Linked DNA regions of Mus musculus: region 1 is linked to region 2. The links are chromatin contacts, called in public Hi-C maps. All regions are on one chromosome and are shown on one strand. The core of a region is the stretch at or near the end of the contact, and the rest is flanking DNA. Distances in the headings are between cores, read along the strand shown. Region 1 overlaps Platr6 (a long non-coding RNA gene). Region 2 has its middle 93 kb from the start of Aldh8a1.

Evidence for each region. Hi-C and Micro-C count contacts between places; a contact is called where the count stands out from the background.
Region 1: a Hi-C map of muscle stem cells shows a contact between it and region 2, with 2.5 times the contacts expected there. The contact joins two enhancer-like sites. A contact is called at or near these places in 3 of 15 datasets of contacts at CTCF or cohesin (the NIH/3T3 cell line and large pre-B cells), 15 of 484 Hi-C or Micro-C datasets (the G1E-ER4 cell line, the N1E-115 cell line, bone marrow-derived macrophages and 8 more), 18 of 115 datasets of contacts at active chromatin or transcription factors (CD8 T cells, differentiating embryonic stem cells, embryonic fibroblasts and 7 more) and 1 of 9 other capture datasets (embryonic stem cells).

What each region holds. Positions count from the first base shown.
Region 1 is chr10:21,851,865-21,855,309 of GRCm38.p6, reverse strand. All of the region lies in intron 1 of Platr6 (a long non-coding RNA gene), which reads left to right. Among named protein-coding and RNA genes, the nearest start is that of Platr6, 4.7 kb to the left of the region's middle. Within about 2 kb of position 1,654, at least 19 of the 459 cell types and tissues checked have an H3K27ac peak or open chromatin away from gene starts, as enhancers often do. A contact at or near this core is called in muscle stem cells, where this site is marked.
Region 2 is chr10:21,469,105-21,472,292 of GRCm38.p6, reverse strand. No RefSeq gene overlaps it. Among named protein-coding and RNA genes, the nearest start is that of Aldh8a1, 93 kb to the right of the region's middle. Within about 2 kb of position 1,637, at least 34 of the 459 cell types and tissues checked have an H3K27ac peak or open chromatin away from gene starts, as enhancers often do. A contact at or near this core is called in muscle stem cells, where this site is marked.

The sequences.
Region 1 (3,445 bases), core at 405-2,904, 380 kb before region 2:
ACCATTGAAGAACACTGCGGGGTGGAGCGAGCCAGGAAGTGAGAGCAGAGGATGGAAGGATGCAGGCTGGCCCGAGGATGCCTTTGGCTGATAGTGAGGCAGCTCTGTAGATGGTTATAACCACAGGAGGTTCTAAAATCCTTCTTGTACTTTTGAGAACAGCCCCCAGCTGAGAGGTACTATGAGTTTCTTAGAAAATTGCGTTGGCTAGGGTCAGCAAGATGGGTCAGCGGGTGAAAACATGAGCTGCTAAGCCTGAGGATTTGAGTTTGATCACATGGTGGAAGGAAAGAGTTGACACCCACATGCCGTCCTCTGGCTTCCACAGTCACCTTGGCATGTGCTCATATGTGGGATGTGCACACAGATATGAACATGTGCACTCACGCGTGCACACATACACACACACACACACACATATTTTGGCTATAAACTGATGGGCACTTTGTACTTTCTTAGGTATCAAAATCAGACCAAGTCACAGGGCATAAGTGTCTGGGAATAAGTCCAGGAAATATCAGATAGGAAGTGGGAAAGGAAGGAGGGAAAAGAGACATTAGTAAAAGGTGTGTTAATGAGGTGGGTAACAACGGTAAGGGGAAATGTCTAGCACAGCGGTTCTCAACCTTCCCAATGCCATGACCCTTTAATTAGTCCCTCATGTTGGGGTTACCTCCCAACCATAAAATTATTTTTGTTGCTCCTTCATAACTGTAGTTTTGATACAAATATGAATCATAATGTAAATACCTGACACACTGCAAGCAGGTTGAGAACCGCTGGCCTAGCAGGTCTCAGGATTACCACACACAGGGCCTAGAAACTGGAGCCTCCAACTCCTGTCAGGGTCGGGCTGAAGGCCACATGAGATGGATGTTCCATTTGTGGTGCTTCTGGTATGTTAACTGTGAATAGCATAACATGAGCATCAGGCACAGAGAAAATAAAGGAAGGGATGGCAGATGTGGAGATGCAGGTATTTGGAAGGCAGGTCCTGCACCAAAGTAGCCAAAGTCAGGGGTCAGGCACAGAAATATCTGCTGCACAGTTTTGGGTCCAAGTCTGAGCTCTTGTACCATACCATACCAGCTGGCTTTGCCAAAGCAAAAGGACCTAAATTTAAAGCTGGCCCACGTAACGTAGTGAAAAGCAAAGCCAGCCAACAAACCTGACAAATATAGAGGAGTGTGGTTGTTGGATTCTGTGGTTGTTGGATTCTGTGGTCTAGAAGACCAACAGGCAGACCAATACGAAGGCGTTGTAGGGCTCCAGAACCATCTTGTAGTCTCTTAGGGTTTTGTTACTGGTATAAACATAGCAGGAAGACAGTAGAGAGCTCTGAGCTGCAGGGCCCTGCACCGGCCAACTCTTGGACTCTGAGCAGACCCTTGCTTACCTCAATACCATGCACAGAACACTACTCATTCTAGAAATAACAGGTGCCCATATTTTTCTTTTCTCTTCGCTCAGGAGATACATCCATAGTGCCAACAACTAATTATCATACCAAGAAAACAAAAACTGTGAGCTGGAGCGGGGCGGGCTGCCAACACCATAAAGTTGTATGAACGGTGACTCAGTCTTGCTAGAGGCTGCCCCTCTACATAACCTCTTTCTCCGAGAACACCCAGAATCCTTTGTCAACGAAAGGCGGACAGCACACCTTTCTGTGCACCTGAGCGAGAAACGATCTCTCTCCACCTTGTGTCTTCTCTGAGAGGCTTCAGGCCCCACCTCCCAGTGAACTTTCAAAGGAACACTTGGCTTCTGAGTTGTGTTCTGGCTTGCTGCTTACGCAGAAAATCTTTTCTATTACGTATAAGGCAATTAAAGGATAAGCTCAGAGTCTGGCATGTTTCTTTTAAAGTGAAAGCTAGGAGCATGTGTTTGGCTAGAGGCACCCTCCTGTAAAAATAACTCCTACTAGTGGTGTTATAAGAGCCACTGGAACCATGCTAGGGTCCTGTGGACCCAGCTCGTGCCCTCCTGAGGCCCTTTCTTTGATACGTAGTGGACAAACCTGTTCCTTAAGTGCCAGCACGGTGACCTCACTTCGGATGAGTCCAGAATTCTCTGAAGGGTGGCTGCATTTTTAGGACACACTGAGTGGACAAGTTGGAAGCATGTTTAAATTGCATGTACTTTTTCTGGCTGGCTGTAAAGCCAATATTTCTCCATTGATTCAGATGGCTACCGAGAGCTCTAGGATTTCCATTTTTTTGTTATTTATTTTTCTAGGCTGCGACATTTCTTATTCTATCTTGTTTGAAAGGAATTTTAGACTATGCAGTGACTTCTGTGATCACAGAATTTAATTAACCAGGGGATTTTAAAAGAATGGCCCTCAAAAGAAGGACCCATGAGGCTGTGGCGGTGGCTCAGGCCTGGCATGCATGCATTAGGGCCTGAGTGTAGAAGCCCACCTCCATGAAATTGCTTGGCACTGTGTCCAATGCCTGTGACCCTCATTGGAGGAGGGAAGCAAGGAAGTTCTGATGTGAGTGCAGGGTCTCATAAAAGAGCAAGTGCCCAATGTTAGGGTCATCGGGATTTAGGTCAGATGGTAGACTGTTTGCCTAGCATGCAGTAAGTCTCCAATACTGCAATAAAAATCAATGAAACTAAGAATCCCATTGGGGTTGGCAGAGGAACCTTGATTTTTCAGGTAACGTGTCAACCCAGATGGGGCTCTCCCAAATTTCTGGTAACACAAGTGTCAGTCCATGAGGGATTCCAGCCAACAGCCCTATGTTCAGGAAGGCATAATCTGGCTGTCTTGTAGCCTTTGACCAGAATGACCACACCGAAGTTTGTCACAAGGTCCTCACAGCAGTCTGCCTAGAACTATATGTCCTGTTCCTCATGTTCAAATATACTCATGCTCCTAAAACACAGGGTGACCTGAAGGCTTGAATTATTGCTCCACGTCTTTGGGTGCTCACACACAGCTCAGAATTATGCTAAGAGGGTCCAGCTGGCATCTGGAAATATTATGTGTATTTTATACCTACAGCCATAGTCCTGTAGGGCTCCCTACCTGAAGGTAGTCACAAACCAGGTCTGAGTGCTTTGTGCCAGAGAAGGGGGTAGGATGGGGGCTAAGGGATGGGCTTCTTGTTTTCCTCCACCAGCTGGACCCGCTACTGGTTGGATTATTTGCATAGAGCATCATCGGTTAAATAAAAGAGGCTCAACCTAGGTGGTTCCAGTAATCTGGAAGCTGAGGTGGCAGGGTTTGCTGTGTGTTCAATGCCAACCTGTGCTATTATAGTGTCAGGCTCTGTGTCAAACAAACAAAAACCAAAAACCGTAGACACCAAATAAACGAAGTGCTTGTGTCCAAGTCTCTCTCCCTCCCCCTCCCCCTCTCTCTTTCTCCCTTCCTCTTCCTCTTTCCCTCTTTCTTTATGACAAAGTCTCATTCTCATCCTGGCCTGGCCTTGAA
Region 2 (3,188 bases), core at 388-2,887:
GATGGTTTTAGCTCCCTTGTCAAAGATCAAGTGACCATAGGTGTGTGGGTTCATTTCTGGGTCTTCAATTCTATTCCACTGGTCTACTTGTGTGTCGCTATACTGGTACCATGCAGTTTTTATCATAATTGCTCTGTAATAAAGCTTTAGGTCAGGCATGGTGATTCCACCAGAGGTTCTTTTATCCTTGAGAAGAGTTTTTGCTATCCTAGGTTTTTTGTTATTCCAGATGAATTTGCAGATTGCTCTTTCTAATTCATTGAAGAATTGAGTTGGAATTTTGATGGGGATTGCATTGAATCTGTAGATTGCTTTTGGCAAGATAGCCATTTTTACTATATTGATCCTGCCAATCCATAAGCATGGGAGATCTTTCCATCTTCTGAGATCTTCTTTAATTTCTTTCTTCAGAGAATTGAAGTTCTTACTATACAGATCTTTCACTTCCTTAGTTAGAGTCACGCCAAGGTATTTTATATTATTTGTGACTATTGAGAAGGGTGTTGTATCCCTAATTTATTTCTCAGCCTGTTTATTCTTTGTGTAGAGAAAGGCCATTGACTTGTTTGAGTTAATTTTATATCCAGCTACTTCACCGAAGCTGTTTATCTGGTTTAGGAGTTCTCTGGTGGAATTTTTAGGGTCACTTATATATACTATCATATCATCTGCAAAAAGTGATATTTTGACTTCTTCCTTTCCAATTTGTATCCCCTTGATCTCCTTTTGTTGTCAGATTGCTCTGGCTAGGACTTCAAGTACAATGTTGAATAGGTAGGGAGAAAGTGGGCAGCCTTGTCTAGTCCCTGATTTTAGTGGGATTGCTTCCAGCTTCTCACCATTTAGAAACTTCTTTGTAGAGGATGGACATTATGGTACACACCTATAGCCTGCATACTTTGGAAGCTGAAATAGAAGTTCTACTATGAATTGGGATCAATCACTCTGGTCTATGCAACAAGTTCAAGCCAAGTGGGGCTACATAGCCAGACTCTGAAAAACACAAAGAATGGGGAATATTTAGGAAAATTTTTAGAATGGTTTAATTTTTATAAAAGAAAGATCATTAAATGAAAGTAATGCTATCCAGTGCTGCATGCTTTTTTTTTTTCCCAACCTGTCAACAAGCGATAATCTGTCACTATCTTTGACACTTAAGAAGGGCAAGATGAAGTCCAAGTTCATGTAGTAGCTCTGCAGATGTGCCCAGTGAACGGGTCCTCGCCACAGCCACCAGCGTCAGACAGACCTGCCTCCTCGAAGCAGGATGGGCTGTGCTTCTTATTATCATCATTGCAGAAGGCAGTGAATGGGCCTTTGCCTCAGCCACCAGCGTCAGCCCGACAGATCTGCTTCCGTTAAGGATCTGCATCCCGGAAGAAGCACAGCATGGGCTGCGCTTCTCCTCGTCATGGCGACCGGCAGATTTCTCACCACCTTCGTCGCCATCACAACTTCAAAATGGTCCTACTCCGCAGCACCAGATTCACATCCAAAACATCTTGAGTTGACTCTGACATGCATACATGCATGATCGATTTTAGAAATTGACATATTTTTTATAATCTGATACGTCTGGGCTGTGACTCATCGGCTTTCATTTCACACGCACTGCTTTGGGAGTCCGCGTGAGCGGTAGCAGCTCGGCTGCAGCTGTTAAAACTTTACAACTACACTTCTTATGGTGCTTTGTTTGAACGGATGGTGGCAATGTTACTGTTTTTATATTTAAAGAACAACCTAGTAATTTTTATATTTCATTATTTCATCTTCTAATTTTAGAAATTACTCTCAGCTTCTGCTGTTACCCTGGTCTTTTAGTAGCTTTTCGTTGAGCATTTTCAAGTTTGACCTGACTGGAGGAAGACAGTTTGAGTGCTTAAAGCACAAAGCATCAGAGGAAAAGGAGAAAGCTAAGAGGAGGGGGGTAGGTAGAGAAGAGAAGGGGGAAGAGGAGGAAGTGGGGAGGGCAGGAAGAAGAGGAGGAGGGGAAGGAGGGGGGAGGGAAGAAGGAGGAGGAGGAGGAAGAAGAAGAGAAACCTTGATAAAAACGGATTACTGAGCTCTGATCTTGGATAAAACTGGATTACCAGTGGCTGAACTTTGTACCCTGCACTGTCCCACACTAAGCTACTTGGCAAGCACCCAGCATCTCAGTTGCTAAAAGACTGAGAGTGTGCCACCTCAGTCCTGTCCCCTTCTAGCCCCCAGTGTCTCATTTTGATACCTGCAATAATGACCCACACTAGTCTCACCTTAAACTCATTCCAACAAAGGGCTATGATGTCCACTCTGCTTAAAGTATTCCTGGTGTTACATAGTAGAAAGTGCTGGTTTCACAGATTGCTGTCTGCTCTAGTTTTCTTTATGTTGTTGTGATTAAAAACACACTGACCAAAAGCAACTTGGGAGAGTAAAAGGTTTGTTTCATTTTAGGGGTTACAGTCCATCACTGAGAAAGTCAGGGCAGGAACTTGAGCAAGACTTTGAGGTAAAAACCATCAGGTGATGCTATTTGCTGGCTTGCTGGACATACGTTTAGCTAGAGTTCTTTCTTTTTTAACAAGAAATATTTTCGTGCAATGTGTTTCTCCTCTGACTCCTCTCAGATCCTCCATATCTCCTTTCCCACCCAACGTAAATGCTTTTTCCCTCCCTCTCTCTTTCAAAAGAACCAAAAGCAAAGCAAACAAAATCCTCAAAAATGAAAATCAAAACAAACAAGCAAAGGACCAAAAAGATGGAAAAAAAAAAAAGCCAAAACAAAAAGTCAACAAAAAATATCTATTGACTTTGTTTTGTCAACTACTCCCGGGCATGGGTCTATCCTGGAGTGTGGTTGAGATACTTACTCAGTGGAATTCCACTGGAGAAAAACTGAGGGTTTTTTTTCCCTTTGCCAGTGGGTATCAGCTGCAAAGAGGTTCTTGGCTAGGGGTGGGACCCTAGATCTCCTTTCCTGTCTCATGCTGTGATTCCATTAGCTATCTCTCTTATATAGTCCAGAACTGCCTGTCTGTGGAATGGTGTTACCCACAGCGGCCTGGGTCATCCTGTTAGACATGCCCAAAGACCAACATGATAAAGACAATTACTCAATTGAGATTTTTTTTTCCAGGTAATTGTAGGCTGCCAAGTTGACGATTAATTCTAACTAGGACACTAACCGTTGTGTGTGTGTGTGTGTG